2 separate regions of the Mus musculus genome follow, and region 2 is linked to region 1. The links are chromatin contacts, called in public promoter capture Hi-C maps. All regions are on one chromosome and are shown on one strand. Each heading gives the region's core, a stretch centred on a gene start, on an enhancer-like site or on the middle of the called end of the contact. The rest is flanking DNA. Distances are from core to core; before and after follow the strand shown.

Region 1 (2,553 bases), core at 30-2,529:
CTTTCCCCACTTGCCCTTTTCTCTCAGACTGGCCTGCCTGTCACTAGCCCTGTGACCTCCACATCAGCCACCCTGGCCTCTTTCACGGTTCACTTTCTGCGCAGTGGGGGTCATTAGAGACCTTACCTTATGGTGGTTAGGAAGAAGTTGATACGTGTAAACATACACGTGCTACACGGGTATCACTACCGTGCCCCGTGATAATAAACACTAGTTATTTTTTATTTCATAAGCCTTATTTCATTTGCACATCCAAAATGGCTGTCTGAAGCCATCCATGTAGAATGGAGGTGGGCACCTAGGACTACAGAGGGTGAGACAACTGTCGTGCCTCATCACAGTGCCTGTGTGCAGGGGCTGGATTGTCCCTGTATTCCCAGGCTGCCCTGCGGCCCTCTGAAGGCAGCGACTCGGGTCATGGTTAGCCTGTGAGGGACGAGGCAAGCAGGCGGCTGGTGGGGCAGTGCTGACTGCGTGTTCCTCCCCAGTGCCTAGAGCGAGCCATGAAGTGTGCTTTTGGAGAATTTCACCTTTGGTACCAAGTGGCCCTCTCCATGGTGGCTTGTGGGAAGGTAAGGCTGGGGCTGTGGGGGCGGGGGTTTGCCCGACGCCTGCTCCGATCTCTCCTGGGGGTGGTGTCTCAGAGTTTGGTGCTGGAGACGTTGGTGGCCCAGTATTGGGATGACTCCCTGAGGTGGATGGGGAAGGCGCTGTGTTCACGTGCTAGCGATGGTGAGCGTGCCCATGCGCAGGTGTGGGCGTGGGTGTTTCTCTCTTCCTGTGGTCCGCCACGGGGTGTTTGCAGTTGGGAGTCGGGAGCGTGCCTAAGAGGGTCGATGATAATGATGATGATGATGTAGCAAGAGGTGCCTGGGTGGAGGCAGCAGAAGAGCCCAGCTCTGCCCAGAGCCAGGGTAGGCAGGCATTCGCCCTCCATCTGCCCAGCACCTGCTCCAGCATTCCTGATTTTTGCTCAGATCAGAACGATGCTTATGTAAGCCTCTATTTTAAGCAGAGACATGAAAGGAGAGGCTTTCCGGAGCTGGGGGCTGAGGGAGATGTGTCTGAGGATGCTATGAATGCAGGAAACAAGGTGGTCTGAGCTCACAGACTGTTTCAAGAGCTGTAAATACCCAGAGCCCTTTTGTGGGGCTGAGGGAATTCCCTCGCCCCCTGCCCATCTGCGCTACATTCCATTTCTAGCCCCACAGCCTCTCCGAGGAGGCCTTCCCAGTGTGCCAGTACCGCCTCCGCGGATGGGGGCTGCCGCCAGCCCTGGGTCTCTTCAGTAAGACAGGCCAGGGCCTGGCAGGGAGGAGGTTCAGGCGCTGCAGGCTTGTCAGACTGTCTGCAGAGCACAGCCAAAGTCAGCGGGGAGGCTCCTCGGGCATCCTCTGCTGGGTATCTGCTCTTCCCAGCCCTTCTCCATCACAGGGCCCACCTCCCAGAGCATCTCAAAGTCACAGCACAACCGACCTTGGCTCTGCTCAGCAGGGAGTTATCAGAACTCCGGGAGAAATCCGAATACAGACAGGGCTGGCCCTGCAGGATTGGGGGGACACTCCCTAGGAGCAAGCAGCACGAGATGAATGGAGAGGAGGAGGACAGCGGGCACTCCAGGCAGAGGGCAGTGTGAGCCGAGTGGGAGGGGCCAAACGACCGTAGTGCAAACAGAGCTATGTAGGACTTGAAGGAACCAGCCTGTCTAGGGAGTAACAGAAGGCTGGGGGGGAGGGGGGGTGCGGCGGGACCTGATGCGGATCCTGCATACACAGCAGCATGGGACAGCTTCTTCCTGCTTTCCCCCAAACAGGAAACACCTTTAGCCTTAGCATAGCGGAGATGAGGAACAACCTAGAGTCCTGCAGTGCTCCCGGGGAGGTGGATTTTTTTTAAGCTACCCCCTTTAAAAACAAACAAACTAACTAACAAACACAAAACAAAAGAACAAAAAACTATCCATGAAAGCTTCAATTTCGAGAGAGTTCCTGGAGGCCCCAGCCTCAGGAAAAGGACCCACAAATGTGGGATCTTTCTCCTCCTTATGGGGAAGCTGGACCCAAAGTGGTCCAGACTCCGGCCTCTGGGAAGCCATCACCTACTCTGGCTCATTCATGATCCAGCAAGGTGGGCATGGGGAGTTGGAGTGGTGAGCAGTTCCTCATATCTGAGGCTACACAGGCTGCAGACATTGGTCTTCTCCCACCCATGCACCCAGTGCACGGGAGACTGTTGTAGAAGGCATTCTCCAATCCCACCGCCCTGAGAATCCTGCATGCCAAATCCATTTGCCTGACTATCCTGGCAGACCTCAAAGGAGTGGCTGGCCAGAGCTTGCCTTTGCTGAGCCCAAGGTAGGAACCCAGGTTCCGTACCTTCCAGAAGGTACGGCTGGGCAGATATAAATATGCCTCATGCTTCACCCCATAGGAATAACGGATGAGTTCTGTGGCATGATTTAGGTCGCTCCCTCTCTTGGTCTCCATGCGGCAGTTTCATTGGCTGTGTTGCTAGGTAACCAGCATGGGGGGGGGGGGGAGAAGAAGCCTGCTG
Region 2 (2,553 bases), core at 28-2,527, 170 kb after region 1:
TCCAGCTCAGAGTTGTAATCTCTCTCTCTCTCTCTCTCTCTCTCTCTCTCTCTCTCTCTCTCTCTCTCTCTCTCTCTTTGTGTGTGTGTGTGTGTGTCTGTCTGTCTGTCTGTCTGTCCGTGTCTCTGTGTGTGTGTGTCCCCTCAGTGACAAGCAGAGGGAGGGAAACAAGCAGAGAAGCAGAGAAGGTTAAGGTTAAGGAGGTTTAGGATACAAGTCCTAAGAAATGTCTTGGGAAGGGAAGACAGAGGGAGGGGATGTGTAGCACCTGCCTGGGAGGAGGAGCCAAGCCCCAGGCCTGCACTCACCAAGAGGGTGGAGGAGAGCCAGGTGGACCAGGTCAGAAGCATGCTCTAAAGGTGACCTTTGAACCCTGGGCAAAAGTCTAGACACACCCCTCAAGCCCAGAGAGGGAGAGACAGATCTGTGCCTTCTAATTCTCAAAAGAACTCAGGATGGAAATCATGGGGGACAGCCTCGGTACCAGAAGAATAAACTGGCAGCCATGAAACCTCGAAGGCATGGTTCTATCCTTTGGGCATGTCGTTAAGGTTAGACTTCAAAGAAGTGACAAGAAAGAAGAGTGCTTCTCTGATTTCACAGAGCGGAAATTACTTCAATTTAAGGTTCAAGATAATATAGTATCTGAGGCCACATTTGTGCAAATCTATCATCAGATCTTTCAGAGATTTCATCCAGGCAGCCTTGGGGTGCATGGTGATGAGAAACTCAGCCTGCCTTGCTCTCTCTTCTCTGCACACACCTTCCCTCCTCCCACTTCCTCCCCCACCTCCCCTTTGAGCCAGAGCACGTGGGAACAGGGAATTATGACTGCAGGAGCCTTGGGGCATGGTTTCTCAGAAGGAGAAGCTGATATAGACTTGACTCACGAAGTTCTTACAGCACCAGACCTATCCCTCTGCTTTTTCATGTAACCAGAGAAACAATTTCTCTGCAGTTATGTCCACTGTCCTCCACCCAGACAGTCTTAGATCGACGCAGAGCTGCTGCTGCCCTGCATGGCCAGGACTGAGAGGGGCCCACTTCCCAGGGATCCGCTGGGCATCTTTCCTGAAGCTGTTTCTTTTGTCAGAGACCCTAGAGATGTTTATTAGTCTGGGAGAGTAAACACGCTGAGAAGCTGGGCTGTGTTTCCTCTTACTGCTGCCTCTCAGTATGTTTGCACTTTATGTAATTCGCATGTAAGTGGGAAGCCTGAGTTGGTGGAAATCTGGCTTGAGCATCCAGAATATGCAGTTCCCTGGATAGCCACCAAGAGGGGACTGAACAGAAGACATGATGTCACCTTCAAGGGGGAGACTTTTCAGCTGTCTGGGGCGGGGAACTAGGACGAATGAGAAGAACTACCGGCCTCAAACCCCAAAGGAGAGGCCAGAACACCTTTCTGGGCCCCAGTCCAACCTCTGCCTTGAAAACAAAGCTCCAACGAGATGTAGTGCAGATTCCAGACCTCCAGATCCTAGTTGCCCTGAGGGAGAGCTAGCTCTAAGCAGCCCAGAAGGTCTCTGGGTATCCTGTGCCCCCACCCACAGAAATCAGGAGCCCAAGGCTATAACCAGTGTAGAACCAGACCTAAGATAATTCAAGGGTTACCAAGCCAGGTCTTTCGAAACCTTTCTCTCACTAAGGGAGAGGAGGGGCATGGGCCTAGGGAATAGGGACCTCCACCCATCCATGGACAGCACCCCCCCCCCCCATCCCTTTAGTCCTTGGCAAGGTAATTAATGGCCAGGAAGCTCTACATCAGCCTTCGAAAGCTAGTGCGGCAGGAGCTCCCTCCTGACAGCAGAGCTAATAAGAAAGTTGCTAATGCAATTTATCACTTTAAAAAGCCATATGCCGGTGGATATGAGCCCTTCTCTGCAGCAGCCAGCAGCTCTCAGAAGGGGGTGCAGATGATGTCTTCACTAAATCAGTGGCATGGTGCAATGCAGCAGGCTAAGCAGAGGAGGGCTGCTAGGGATGGGATGGTGGTAGACTGCTGCAAGCCGCAAGCCCCTCCCCCGCTGCAAGCCCCCCTCCCCCTCCCACCCCGCCACCCTCACACCCCCCCACCCTCACCCCCACCCCAACCCCCCCCTCCCGCTGCAAACCCTGGCTGCAGACCTCAGCTGTCCCATGCCCAGGAAGTCTACCTGGGCTAGCTGAGGAACCAACCCATTAAGAGCTAGCTGGGCTCTGAGCTCCAGCCCCTGCCTCCTTGGAACTGCAAGAGCGGGGCGTTTCACTTCCTGTTGCAGTATCTTCAGAGATGACTGATCTGTCTCCATCCCCGGTGCCGACACAACAGACCCCACTAGATGGGCACATTTGTTTTGTTGTTTTTCTCTCCTAATCCCCTGCAATCCACGACCCAGGGTTGTCAGCCCAGAGCCAGCAGCAGGGAAAGATGAGAAGCCTATCGGGTCCAACAGAGTCTCTGTCCCCAGCTGAGACAAAAAGCTACTTTCTTTAAGTACCCGGTGTCTGGTAAAACAGAGAAGCTTCTACAAGGGAAAGAAAAACAACAAAAACAAAAACCACTGAGGTGTG

Evidence for each region. Promoter capture Hi-C pulls out the DNA fragments that hold promoters and counts their contacts.
Region 2: a promoter capture Hi-C map of hippocampal neurons shows a contact between it and region 1, with 1.8 times the contacts expected there. The contact joins two enhancer-like sites. A contact is called at or near these places in 4 of 39 promoter capture datasets (cranial neural crest, hippocampal neurons, liver and 1 more), 4 of 484 Hi-C or Micro-C datasets (bone marrow-derived macrophages, cerebral cortex, cortical neurons and 1 more), 4 of 115 datasets of contacts at active chromatin or transcription factors (double positive thymocytes, embryonic basal ganglia, embryonic stem cells and 1 more) and 4 of 9 other capture datasets (adipose tissue, embryonic stem cells, liver and 1 more).

The regions. Positions count from the first base shown.
Region 1 is chr17:87,329,537-87,332,089 of GRCm38.p6, forward strand. It overlaps Ttc7 (tetratricopeptide repeat domain 7), which reads left to right. Exons shown (of 20, transcript NM_028639.3): 10 at 489-572. Among named protein-coding and RNA genes, the nearest start is that of Gm52284, 24 kb to the left of the region's middle. Within about 2 kb of position 1,280, at least 85 of the 459 cell types and tissues checked have an H3K27ac peak or open chromatin away from gene starts, as enhancers often do. A contact at or near this core is called in cerebral cortex, cortical neurons and hippocampal neurons, where this site is marked.
Region 2 is chr17:87,500,959-87,503,511 of GRCm38.p6, forward strand. No RefSeq gene overlaps it. Among named protein-coding and RNA genes, the nearest start is that of Gm30938, 28 kb to the left of the region's middle. Within about 2 kb of position 1,278, at least 95 of the 459 cell types and tissues checked have an H3K27ac peak or open chromatin away from gene starts, as enhancers often do. A contact at or near this core is called in cerebral cortex, cortical neurons and hippocampal neurons, where this site is marked.